2 separate regions of the Pan troglodytes genome follow, and region 2 is linked to region 1. The links are chromatin contacts, called in public Hi-C maps. All regions are on one chromosome and are shown on one strand. The core of a region is the stretch at or near the end of the contact, and the rest is flanking DNA. Distances in the headings are between cores, read along the strand shown.

Region 1 (3,573 bases), core at 329-2,828:
CCAGTAACATGTTTTTCCATCTATCAAAATAGCCCTGACCATCTTATAATAATTCTAAAATTAAAGGAGCTAGTCAATTGCAATATGAAATTTTAAAAGCTGGTCAGATTTGCCCTCTTTTCTCCTTCTAAATCAAGTTTTCAAACTAAAAGTTTCTATGTTGGATCAAGTACAGTTCTAAACGCTGTGTATTTATCTAGTACTGACTTTATGAAAGTAGCCCATCAACAGTCAACTGCGCACATGCACTGTGTACGTTCGTTGTATACGTGTGTTTGCATGTGTGTAGGGATGTATGTAGAGAATAAAGTAAAACAAGCTTCATGCCGCTCTATCCACATTTCTGCCCAGTATCTCTTGGGACCAAGAGTATCCATTTTCAAGACAGAAGGTCAGAAATTAATCCAGTTTTTTTGTTATTGTTTTACCTGAAATGGGGGGACAGGTGGGAGGACAAAAGAGAATAAAGCAGATTCCTGGGCATCTCCACACATGTAGATCAGATCCTCTGGGAGTGAGGCCCAGGATTCTGAATTTTCAGTTCCCAACGTGATTCTTTTGCACATTAAGATCAGCAAGCAAAGAGAAGACTTAGGGCTCTCGGGGCCCGTGATTAAAGCCTTAGCGGTACTCAGGCTCAGGCTGATTTCTGACATAAGAGAAAGAAGAGATTATTGTCCTTATGCCCTTAGTGTGGACTCTGGACAGAGCAATGGACTAATGAGGGCGTTGGGATTCTAGTCCGTGCTCCGTCACGGGTGAGTCCATACTACAGGCAAATGTATCTCCCTGGGTCTCTCTGGTCTGCACACTGAAGGGGCTGCACTCTATAGCCCAAGCCTCCACGGCTCCAGACTCCTTGAACTGAGGCTGACCGAGGCGCATGCACGATCGAGGGGCTCGAGCACCAAGCGCGGCTGGCCCCCAGGATCGGGGTCTCGCGGCACAAAGGGCGACAGGGCAGCCAGGCCGCGCCCACGCCCCGTGCCCGCGCGCCGGGAACTCCTGCTGTCGGCACGCGCCCCTCCCGCCGCCCCTCGAGCGCGCCGATGCTGGGGATCCCCGGGGCGAGGTGGCCGCCATTACCCGAACGCGGCCGCGGGTCCGGCCCGTGGGACGTGGATCCCGGGCTTCAGCGCTGAGAGCAGCAGCCGCAGGCGCAACACGCCCCGGCCGCCCAGCACAGCCACCATGGTCACAGGTCGCGTAGCTGCCGGGAGCGCGCATGCGCTAAGACCAAGCGCGGTACCCGGCCCACTCTGCCCCGAAGCCACGCCCTCTGCTCCGCCCATCTCGCCTCTCCATCCTGCTCCGCCCTCTGCCCGCCCCGCCCCGAAGCCACGCCCTGCCGGGTGCTTTCCCATGGGCGACCGAAACTCGGCTCGTGGTTTCGCAGTCCTGGAACGGCCGGCACCCGCGTAGACCGTCCCCTCTCGGTGCTGGCTCTGGCTCCCGGGACGAGTGTCCCCGTCGGCGCTGCCCCGCCCTCGCTCGTCGCCTCAGCGACCATGGCTTTTCCAGGAGGCGAGGCCGCCAGCCATAGCGCCTTCGCTGCGTGGGCGTCCAGGCGGGGCTCCGGAGTGGGCGGGGCTCCGGAGTGGGCGGGGCTCCGGCTCTAGGCAGGCTGCTATGTTGGATCAAGTAAAGTTCTAAACGCTGTGCACCTATCTAGTACTGACTAGTACTAGGAAGTGTATTTGCTTTTCAGAGATGATGGGATCTAAATTTTGTTTATACCACTTCACACCCATTAGGATGGCTACTAGCAAAACCCCCAGAAATTAGTGTTGGTGAAGATGTAGAGAAATTGAAGCCCTTGTATATTGCTGTTGGGAATGTAAAATGGTGCAGCCACTGTGATGAACAATACTGCGGTTCCTCAACAAATCAGTTATATGATCCAGCATTTTCTTTTCTGGGTATATAACCCAAAAGAATTTAGAACAGGGTGTACAAGAAGAAATGTTTTTACACTCACGTTGACAGCGGCACTATTCACAATAGCCAAAAGGGTGGAAGCAATTTAAGTGTCCAAAAACAGATACATGGATAAGCAAAATGTTGTCTGTGCATGCAAGGGAACGTTTTTTAGCCTGAACAAAGAACGAAATTCTGACACTTGCTACTACATGGATGAACCTGGAGGACACTATGCTGAGGGAGGTAAGCCAGTCAAAAAAAGACAAATACTGTGTGATTCCACTTATATAATAAGGTACCTAGAGGAGTCAAACTTATAGGGACAGAAAATAGAATGGGGGTTGTTGAGGGCTGGTGGAAGGGGGAATGGAAAGTTGGTGTTTCATGGGGACAGAGTTTCAGTTTGGAGAGATGAAAAAGTCCTGGGGATGGATTTTGGTGATGCCTGCATTACATTGTGAGTGTACTTACTGCCACTGAACTACACACCTAAAAGTGGTTTAAGTGGTAAGTTTTATGTATGTTTTACCACAATTAATTTTTTTCTTTTGGCTGTATAATTGCAGCTTTATAAAGGTTATAGACATTATCTAATTGAAATCTCAGTGGAGAAAAAAAACAACTATTTCTTTTTAAGTCAATCGTTCTGCCTTAATTGGAAATAACTGGCAGATTTGTGGCTACTGTTGTAGCCTTGGCTTGAATAATTGGAGACAACAGCTTCTTTGCATATTGCATTTCTTTTCCTCCAAGAGACCTTTTTGGTGTAACAGTCAGTCCTGTGAGCACAGTGCTTGTAGGTGTTACACTCATAGAAATTTCTGTCACCTGCAGTGTCCTCACTGGCCCATTGGGCTTTCTTGAGTAGTAAAGGCAGTTTTGGCCTAAATACAGACTATGCAAAAGTTTTCATATTCTACTCTCAACATAAATCTATCACATTAATTCCTGCATAAAAGGAAAGAGACATATATAATGTTTGAGTTTAATATCATTTGACTTTCAGAAATCTTTGGTGAGGTCAGTATTTCCTTTTTTCCTGATATGTTGATTGGGGTTTCATCTCAGAAATGATAAAAATAGCTGTCTGTACAGTTTCAACACCAGTTACCCTTGTGCTAATAAAAAACGGTAGCACTGAGTTTTAGGTTATTGGTGTCACAATTTTTTTTTTTTTTTTTTGAGACGGAGTTTTGGTCTTGTTGCCCAGGCTGGAGTGCAATGGCGCAATCTCAGCTCACTGTAACCTCTGCCTCGCAGGTTCAAGCAATTCTCCTGCCTCAGCCTCCTGAGTAGCTGAGATTACAAGCACCCGCCACCATGCCCGGCTAATTTTTGTAATTTTAGTAGAGACGAGGTTTTGCCATGTTGGCCAGGCTGGTCTCAAACTCCTGACCTCAGGTGATCCACCCGCCTCAGCCTCCTAAAGTGCTAGGATTACAGGTGTGCGCCACCGCGTCCAGCGTGGTGTCACTATTTTTAAGTAACATACCTGACAACCAGTTCTTTATATATAGCAAGATTGTACAGTTTAAAAAAACTGCCATTTTTGTGCCAGGCACCTTACGATGCATCATATTTCTTTAATCTTCACATCAGCCTTCTGTGCTATTGCACTCTTCATTTATAGATGAGGCAACTGAGGCTAAGAAA
Region 2 (3,573 bases), core at 791-3,290, 630 kb before region 1:
TGGCTCCTGAGAGCAGCGAGCCGCTTGGCAGGACTGGCCCACTCATGTGCCCGCCCTCTTCTGGGTGTGGCCCCCCCATACACCCTGGGAGAATACCCCTGCCCTGGCTAAAGAGAGAGCCCACAAAGAGGGAGGTCACCACCGAACTTCATTGGGGTCCCTACGGACTAGGCCTGTGGCCTTGCTCGTCCAGAAACTAGAATTGGTGCTGGGTGTGGGCCAGGCTTGGGTTACCTAAGAAAGATCCTAAGATCTAGGCCTGATCCTAAGAAAGAATTGCTGGCCGTGGTGGCTCACGCCTGTAATCCCAGCACTTTGGGAGGCCGAGGCAGGTGGATCACTTGAGGTCAGGAATTTGAGACCAGCCTGGCCGACGTGGTGAAACCCCGTCTCTACTAAAGATAGAAAAATTAGCCGAGCCTGGTAGCGCGCATGCCTGTAGTCCCAGCTACTCGGGAGGCTAAGGCAGGAGAATCACTTGAACCCTGGAAGCGGAGCTTGCAGTGAGCTGAGATTGCACCACTGCCCTCCAGCCTGGGTGACAAGAGCGAGACTTCGCCTCAAATAAATAAATAAATAAATAAATAAAAATAAGAATTGCCAAGTGCACAGAGTTCTTGTGGCCAGAACCTCCGTTGGAGGCCGTTGCCTCCTTGTCCCTCATGGGCAAGGCCCTTTCCCGGGATTTGTGAGACCACACTTGCCCTTTTCTGGTCTCAGCTCTCCCCACCCCTGCCCTCCACCTTCCCCATCTCACTCCCTCTTTCCCCAACCCCTTTCACCCTTGTATCCGCTCACCCTTCAGGCCGCCTCCTGCCCAGGAGTGGGGGGGGATCCCCTGCTGTGCATCCTCCTGGCACCCGGATTTGCCAGGCAGGGGACACTTTGTGGTCTGTGTTTGCCTCCTGTTGGCCCTCCTGGCTAGCATGACGTGCCGGGAGGCCGGGATCCCATCTTGTTGGCCGTGGTATCCCCAGCCTGGTGGAGGAGGAGCCATGGGTGCTTTGGGAAGAGCGACTGAAGTGCTTCCTGCCTGCCTGAGTGGGCTGCTCCCCCTGGGAACCTGTGATGCTGCAGGACGGACTGGCTAAGTGGATGGCTGTTGGAGAATGTTGAGTCTAAAATTTAGGAAGGGGATTTGGCTTTTAGTGGGGAAAATAATGAAAAGGCCTAGAGAAGGCAGGATTACGGGAAGAGCAGAGCAGGGCTCAGTAAGTTTAAGTCAAACATTTCTTTCCCAGTCGCTCTAGGAGCCACCTCCCAGGTACAGAAGGCAGCCGCTGCTGCAGAGGGAGGAAGAGAGACTTCCCTCAGCCCCCAGCTTGGGTCCTCCGGGAGTTCTGTTTTTCCGCAGCCACTTCCATCTCTTCCTCTTGCATTCTCAGCTCAGCTTTTCACTCCTGAAAAGATGTAGAGGGGAGGTGGCTGTGGACCAGCTGCTGGGCGCCCCTGATGCATTGCAGGGTGGAGGTGGGGGAGGCCTTCTGTCCTTGTGTCCACACAGCCGCAATTTCGCTCTCCTTGTACAGTTATACTGCGTGACACTCCACAGGTGGAAACGTGTCAGTCTCGGATAGCGAAGAGCAGCCTCAGGTTCCCAGGGAGTTAGAACTTCCCTGGGTTGCTTAGTTATGCATTGAATAACCAGCTAGTCAGTTCTTAACTCCCTGCTGCTTCAGCATTGACTGCCTATTTAGAAAACAGGTACTTAGGAAGTTTTAAAGGCTTTCCTAAAACATTTTAGATATTTAGTTTCCAAGATGTGTATTATAGTCAACCTTTAAAGAATGTGTGTCTCCCGTGCAGCACACAAGATGAGGCTGTGTTCCCCCCTTCACCTCTGCATCTGTGTAGTGTGCTGATGGGCACATTTGTTAAATGGAAAGGAAACAATATAAATGTAATTTATGGTTTGACTCAGTTTGTTAAAGCTCACTTTGCAGAGCATTTCCCCGGGGCCGTCTGTTGTGTGCGTGTGGGAACCGCGTCCTCTGAGTGCTCAGAGAGGCCTGTTCTTTGGGTAGTGGACGCTCTTTAACGCGTGACCTCCCAGCGCACCCGAGCAGCATCCTGCCTTTAGTTTCAGAATTGCAGCAGCAGGAAGCCCTCCCGCTAGGGTCAGATGGCCAAGGTCCTCCCTGGAGGAAGCTGGGCCAGTTACCACAAGTGTTGAGCCCAAAGCCTCCACTTCCCAAAAAAGTGGGACTCTGGACCCAGGTTTCTGAGATCCGGAAGCGGTGTTTGTTAACGTTGGCTCTCACTGTCAGATTTTTGTACTGCCTCCAGCGCGTTCAGTTCTGATTCCAAGAACAAATCAGGTGTTTGTGTTTGCACAAAGCAGCTAATCCCCAAATTGACAGATACAACGCTGTGTTTTCAGCTTTCGAGACCTGACTCCTTTAGGTAGAAAAGTGACGCTGGCAGCCCCCTGTTGATACTCAGTCCCCAAATGTGTGTCCAGTTGGCCCACTGGAATTTATGTACAATTGTGTTACCAATTTTTTGGTTTCAAATTCTTAATTGTTTGGCTACATCTGGATGAAATTCTCATGTCACAAAATGTGTAGGATGAAATTTTTAAAGTTGAGGTTGTATTAGTGATTCTTTATCAGAAATTAGAACAGTTTCCGGGGCTGTGAACTCTGAGGCTAGCTTCCTTAAGCGTCCGTTGCAGTGAACGCCATCCTGCTTTTTCCGCAGAGTGCGCGCGCCCCCTGCTGGTCAGTCCTGAAAGAGCCGAGTGAAGCGGCTCTGCTTCCGTTTTCAGGTTCGCTTGGCAGAATAGGCAACCCTCTTCACCTGCCTGCGGTATTCATCCGTGCGATCTCAGGCAGTAAAACCAAGTCGGACAGGAACCCCCAGAATTGTCATGCCATCAACAATATTTGGAATATAAAAACCAAAAGTTTTAGATGATCTAAAATTACTGTATTTAAGTGCAGTTTTGAAAACAAGTTTTCAAATCGTTGCTTATGGTAAACAGGTGACAGCATTTGGAAAGAATCCACTAGCCATTTGGAAGCCAAAGCACTTGAGTCACAAAGGAGGAGTGCAACAGGTAGGATAGAAAGAAACGCAGATGCACGCAATAGTTTGCTTTGGGGGAAGCAGTATTTCTTAAACTCATAGTTCTTGTCTGTTCCTGGAAAATAAAGCAGTGTCTTCAACGTGGATTCTGCTCAGAACTTTTTCTTTATAAATTTGAGTATTTGTAATTTGGCATGCTGGCAGCAGGAGCTTGAGGTTTCCAGCTGTGAAACTGAGAAACCTTAGTGAATATAAAACAATCAGAAATTGCAAGATGAAGATTTCTTTTATTTCTGCACTGTGGTCCCAGTGGACAGTTGTACGGTTTTTTTAAAGAAAGTGTTTTCCTTCCACATTAAATACACCCATCCGTTTGGTGTATTTGAAACATTTTAAAAACAATTGAAGGGGAGTAGGGAAATGCGAGCGTTGGCATTTTAGGAAGGCCAGGCTGTCTGTAGTCTCTTGCCAGTGTCACTTCTTGAGTGGGGGCGGGGAGGCGTTTGCTGCTCAAGGCAGCCCCGCGCTGCGTTCTTGTCGCCGTGC

Evidence for each region. A called contact is a pair of places that touch in the nucleus more often than the background predicts.
Region 2: a Hi-C map of stem cell-derived neural progenitor cells shows a contact between it and region 1, with 5 times the contacts expected there. The contact joins the enhancer-like site here to the promoter of BPHL in region 1. A contact is called at or near these places in 1 of 7 Hi-C or Micro-C datasets (stem cell-derived neural progenitor cells) and 1 of 1 datasets of contacts at active chromatin or transcription factors (stem cell-derived excitatory neurons).

The regions. Positions count from the first base shown.
Region 1 is chr5:9,067,505-9,071,077 of NHGRI_mPanTro3-v2.0_pri, reverse strand. It overlaps BPHL (biphenyl hydrolase like), which reads right to left and starts at 1,578. Exons shown (of 8, transcript XM_009450409.4): 1 at 1,372-1,578; 2 at 429-649. The coding sequence starts at 484.
Region 2 is chr5:9,695,543-9,699,115 of NHGRI_mPanTro3-v2.0_pri, reverse strand. All of the region lies in intron 1 of PXDC1 (PX domain containing 1), which reads left to right. Among named protein-coding and RNA genes, the nearest start is that of PXDC1, 8.3 kb to the left of the region's middle. Within about 2 kb of position 2,040, at least 7 of the 24 cell types and tissues checked have an H3K27ac peak or open chromatin away from gene starts, as enhancers often do. A contact at or near this core is called in stem cell-derived neural progenitor cells, where this site is marked.